Linked DNA regions of Rattus norvegicus: region 1 is linked to region 2. Evidence: chromatin contacts called from public Hi-C data. All regions are on one chromosome and are shown on one strand. Each heading gives the region's core, a stretch centred on a gene start, on an enhancer-like site or on the middle of the called end of the contact. The rest is flanking DNA. Distances are from core to core; before and after follow the strand shown. Region 1 overlaps Ctnnbl1 (catenin, beta like 1). Region 2 overlaps Ctnnbl1 (catenin, beta like 1).

Region 1 (2,700 bases), core at 178-2,677, 73 kb before region 2:
GGGCTTCAGCCTGTTTGGGGAGCCCAGTGAAATCTGCTGAGACAAGCACCCTGGGTATTTACTGATCACGAGGGCTGCTGCTTGCTGAAGAGTTGGAAGCATTACACGGCCTTTAAAAGTTCAAATCTTGTTAACCAGGAGCCCCTGGGGTATGTCCAACTTCACTCTGGAGCTCAAGGACACTGCGTACAGCGGGAACACACTGGGCACCAACCAGCCCAAGGCATGGACGGCGCTCTGTGCCAGTTACACATCATTGTGGTGATATACTATGAACGGAAAATGCATAAAATAATCTAGTGCTGGAGGAGTCCCATACATGCTCCTAAGCACACGTGTGTTTCCTCAGCGCAGACGGCTGCAGGACTGGAGATGCTGCTCCACAGGAGAGTGCTGCCCGGCATGTGCAAGGCCCTGGCTTCCATTCCTAACACTGCCTGCAGCAAAACAAACCAAGACCCACACCAACTGAACACTATGGTGCTGTTGCAGCTACATTAGAATCCACTTGTACGTACTTATGTGTTTTCACCGAGAGGGGTTGTGGGGGGTTTTGCTGTTTTGTAAACTAAGCATTACAGGCAACAATGAAAGTTATGGAACAATGTGGGGGTATTTTTATCCTTAACACCCAGGGGGCAGACAATGAACTCTCTCAAGGAGCAGTGGTCCTTTCCTCAGGCTCAGGGTGAAGATCTAGAGACCATGCTGGGGCAGTGTGGCCATGGACACCTTCAGTCCCAGCACTGGGGAGACTGAGGCAGGTGGATCTTTGAGTTCAAGGCCAGTCTGGTCTACAGAGTGAGTTCCCGGACAACCAGGGCCACACACACACACACACACACACACACACACACACACACACCCACTTCAGACAAACAAAGCACAACCAACCAACAACAAAAAAGACAGGCACAGAGGAAGCAAACAAGTACACTGTCTACCAGCTATGACGGGACAGGCTTTATGCCAGGGACTGCATATTTCTGTGAGGAGGACACAGATTTCTCTGAGATCTGACCTCACAGGAGGCAGGAGGACAGGGCTGGAGGTGTAGGGAAGCAGAGAATAAACTCTGGGCATCAACAGGGACCTCCCAGAGGAAAGGACACAAAGGCTCTCTCTCTGCCTGTCTCCTGGGTGCTAGGTGTGGCATTCCTTCTGCTATACCGCTACTACCCAGTTTGTGTTAGTTAAACACAAACGGCTACCATGGGGAAAAAACAGAGGTCAGGGCAGTGAGGCTATGTATCCTGAGCAGAGAGCCGGGAAAGGCCTGGCTTACCTCTTCCTCTCCCAGGGTTGGGAGGAGACTGAGAAACCCCATCCCCACTTGGTGTGCATGGGGAAGGATCAGAGTTGCTAGGGTGGCTTGAGCTCCCTCTGGATCCCTGGCCCTCCCCAGCAGCACACACCATACTTGGGTTTCTAATTGGCACCATCTTTGGCCAGTGCCTGGTCCAGCACTTGGCCCAGAACAGGAGTCTGATCAGCATTTGCCAAATGACTGGATTCTCTCCATTGAATCTTGGTCAAGTGCAAAGCACATAGAAATGCACAGCTCTCAGAGAAATGGAGGTTTTCAGGGAAAGGTTAGGTTTAGAGACACTGGAAAGCCAACATCTGACTCTGTTATTTAGAGTGGGTATCCTTGCTGGCTTAGTGAAATATTAGACAGTCATTTCTTACTAATCTGAGGGTCACTGTCATCCAGTGTGTTTACATCAGCAATGTTTGCAGAGTTCCCACTTGGTGGTAGAACGTCTGTACTGGGAGGAGGGAGACCAGCTGTTTATGACTTAAGAGAGAGGACAACAGGAGGAAGGGGTGAAAGGGAGGTTCTGTTGCTCTGTGACACAACACCCGTGAGGTGGCTTCATCTGCCAAGACAGCCCAAGTGCTGGCAGCAAATGCCTCTCACCAATGTGCCCCTCCTGCCTTGGCTCTTGGAGTAGCACAAGGCTGCTGAGCACTAATGGCCTTGGAATGTTTGCCAGAGCCCAGCAAATCGGCCTTGGCACCGAGGAGACAGCTGTTTGTCAGTGAATGGCAGGGCCGGAATCGGTGGCACAAGTAGCCTGCTAGAGGCTGGGGGTGGGGCTGCAGCCGTCACTCTCCCTCAGCACTAACCAATTCCACGCCCTCTTCACTGCAGATACCGGATCATCTTCAGGGACGCACACCAAGGACCCTAACAGCAACATGTAAATTGTTCCCAACACTCAAGTGGTCTTCCTTGGAGTGTGTAACCCAGTTCTAACAAAGCACCTGGCTGCGCCCTTACGTGAAACATTAAGTTAAAGGGACCTAGCAGTCACACGAGGAACAGTGACAAGCCATGACTACTACTAACTTTAAGATGGTGTATCTGCCTCCCAGGCTTTCTTCTGCTACTTGAGATCTGCTCCAACAGGATCTATGAGGGGCCGTGGCAGGGCTGGAATTCTGGTAGTGTCATGGCTGCTCCTACACTGATCTAGAGAATCTTCATTTGTGTCTAGTTGTCATTTATGTGGCACTCTATCAGTCCCCTGGGCTCCTCAGGTTCCAGACGGAATGAAGGAGCGGGTGAGGAGTGTGCCTAGGTGCCTAAGCGCAGCTGTATCTGCAGCTGTACCTCTGTGAAGAAGAGAGTCCCTATCAATCAATTCAATCAATCAGCAAACACCCGAGCACTGACCAGGCTTAGAGATCACAGGC
Region 2 (2,873 bases), core at 31-2,530:
GAAGAGGCCAGTTCTTTGATAGTAAGCCCCTTACCTCCTGCACCTTGGCACACTTCAAGGTCTTGAACACCTCTGCAGGTAACAGATACCTGAGAAGCTTACCTCACCAAATAACTTACACATTCACTGTGTGCACCATGACTGCTTTCGGACAGTACTCCATCTACCCTGGCTAAGGCTCACGACTCTCACAGACGACACAACAAAGGCTCAGAGAGGTTAGGCACCTGGTCAGAGTCACAGAGCTGGAGGCAATGGTGAGCAACTCTATTACTTTGGAGAACAGAAAGACAGAGAGAAGGATGGAGAGCGCAGTGAGCGTGCCACCACACTTTTGGAGCCTTTGTGGAGAAAGCTGAACTCTACAGACCTGGTTTGACAGAGCCTAAGGGTGACAGCAAGGAGAAGAAAGACAGATGTCAAACAGCCTCTGCTCTTTCTGGGTGAGACTCAGGGGCAACATCGGGACATGGAGAAAATCGGAAATCAGCGGCCTCTCTGCACACCCAGTTGTTAGTGGGTGGCGCTTTCTAAGCTCTCCCTAGTGCCTTGAAGGAGCGGGACGGAGCCCACTGGAGGGGAAGGGGCTGGTGCCAGAACAGGAAGAGCTGCAGCAGAAAATGAACTGCTTCCTTCTCCCCGGGAGGAGACACACGGTCTTGCTCTCAGGTCTCATGCCAATAAGAACATTAGAGTGTTTCCCTTTAGCATTTATGCATGGGAAGGGAAACACAATCTTCGGGCCAGCACAGACCATGCCACAACTTATTTTTTCCTAAACCACCCTGACTGACATATCTCCCCCATTTCTGAAGCGGCAAATGTCACAGCTCTGCTGGGTGGCATATGGCTGGCTGCTGCTACAGGCTGCATGGCAGGCCTCTGCTGCGATGGATGGCTGCTTTATCTGTGTTATTTGTCTCCTTCCTTGATGCTTAGTGATGCTTGCCCTCTCTGCTGTCTGCAAACCGGCAAGATGGTGGTGGTGAGCAGCACCGCTTAGATCCTAGAGCCAAGTGGATATGGATGATGGGTATCTGGCTGGGGGAAAGTCTTTTTTCTCTCGTTACAGAAATCTAACTTCTAACAGGCAGACTTTTTAAGCTTGCAAAGTGTGAGACTCAATGCTTAGTTGGGTTAGATACAATTTTATCTGATTGCAGGAGAGCCGAGAGCAGTCAAAATACATTTAGCTCAGAAAACCCTTAGGAAAGCCTTTGTATTATGCATGGCTCTGGAGTTGGCTAGTAAGGAGTGCAAATTAGCATTCTGCCTACTTCCTCTAGCCTCAGGCCTACCTTCAATTTTCTGGATCTGTGACCAAGTCTGAAACTAAAAACAAATCCTGCTCAGGGATTAAAGCAGCAGCCAGAGCAGCCCTGGCCTCGGACACGAGGGCTGTCTGAGGCCTGGCAGTTCCTGATAAGTCTCTGGTTATTTCTGCTTGTTAGCAGGTCCCCAAACAGCAGGCCTCACTCAGAGGAGCTTCCAGGGCATGATCAGACGTCTTTTTCCACTTGACCAAAGAGGAAGGATATAAGAGAAAAGGAGGAAATAGGAAAGCAGACAGACGAGAGGGTCTGAAGAGGATTCCTTTTCTACCTGGCCCACTCCATGACACTCAAGAGCTAGATTGGAGTTTTTCTACCCACAATATGTTTCAAAAATGTCATGCTTAAGAAAATAAAATAACCCCAAATGTGAGGAAGGAATCTTGATCAAATAAGTTTTGAAAGTCATAATGTTAAAAGCAGGCCTATGTCACCTCTTGAGATATGGGCCTCTAGTCCTGCCCTCCCACTCCCTACCCACAGCTGCCTGTATGGTTGTTCTAAACATCTAGACAGACATTTGCCAATCCCATACCTACAGTCTGCCCATGTAGGCAATCTCACAGAGGCCTACAGAACACAGAAGCACTCCCCAACACCAAGCGCCTCCTCTCATTCTCCCCGGTGCCAAGCTCACTCTCACCTTGGTCTCTCGTCCCTGTTATACCCTGCTCTTAGCCATTTTGAATGGCTGACTGCTTCTTGTACCCAGAACTCAGGCCTTTCTAACCTGACCTCCACATGCTCAGACATTCCATTTTCCCCTGCATGACCGTGACACACTGTGGTGGTTTACCTGTTTCCCCATTTCTTGTCCCACCCTCTGAAAGCAGAGACCCCATTCGTCATACTGAGAGCTACAAGTACCCAGTTTCTAGGATCCAGAGCAAGTCAGCACGCAGTGAGCATCAAGTGGATGAAGACCTGGTGAGTTTGACTTTAGGACAGAGAGAAAGGAGAGGCCGTGACTGGAAGCAAGAAGGCCAGGAAGCAGAGGCTGACATGGTAATAAGCACCAGGCTAGGAAGCAGACAGAGGCTGCCACGGTCATAAGCATCAGGAGACCCTCAATTTCGCTGCACCTGAGCAGCACAAACCAAGCTGCAAACCAGACCAAGGCAGACCATAGCTGTGCTCAGGACTGAGCATTTGGGAAGGGCTGACTGAGGGCAAGGATGGTGTGGAAGGGAGCCCCCAGGCTCTATGTCAAAGGTACACTTGCTCATGTCTACAGAAGATGAGAGTGTAGGCAGCTTCATGCCTCAGCCATTCTTTACCCTGCTCTGATATGACTCCTCCGCACAGTCTGAAATTCTGTGACACTTGGCCCCAGATCTGACCAGTCCTACCCTTCACTCCACAGAGCCTGCCTTCTCAACATCCTGGCCTCTGCCCTCATTACTGAGTCTTCCTTTAAATGAAGCCTCCATCTTTGGATGTCTCATTTAGACCCAGGTCATCCAAAGATTTAAAAACAATTACTAAAAATGCTTTCTGAAGCATTTTCAAACTGAAAACTGTTTAGGCTCACAAACATCCATA

The links. Hi-C and Micro-C count contacts between places; a contact is called where the count stands out from the background.
Region 1: a Hi-C map of frontal cortex shows a contact between it and region 2, with 1.5 times the contacts expected there. The contact joins two enhancer-like sites. A contact is called at or near these places in 3 of 12 Hi-C or Micro-C datasets (frontal cortex, kidney and prefrontal cortex).

What each region holds. Positions count from the first base shown.
Region 1 is chr3:166,950,543-166,953,242 of GRCr8, reverse strand. The region is part of intron 13 of Ctnnbl1 (catenin, beta like 1); the gene reads right to left. Among named protein-coding and RNA genes, the nearest start is that of Vstm2l, 39 kb to the left of the region's middle. Within about 2 kb of position 1,427, at least 25 of the 93 cell types and tissues checked have an H3K27ac peak or open chromatin away from gene starts, as enhancers often do.
Region 2 is chr3:166,877,163-166,880,035 of GRCr8, reverse strand. The region is part of intron 5 of Ctnnbl1 (catenin, beta like 1); the gene reads right to left. Among named protein-coding and RNA genes, the nearest start is that of Ctnnbl1, 71 kb to the right of the region's middle. Within about 2 kb of position 1,280, at least 18 of the 93 cell types and tissues checked have an H3K27ac peak or open chromatin away from gene starts, as enhancers often do.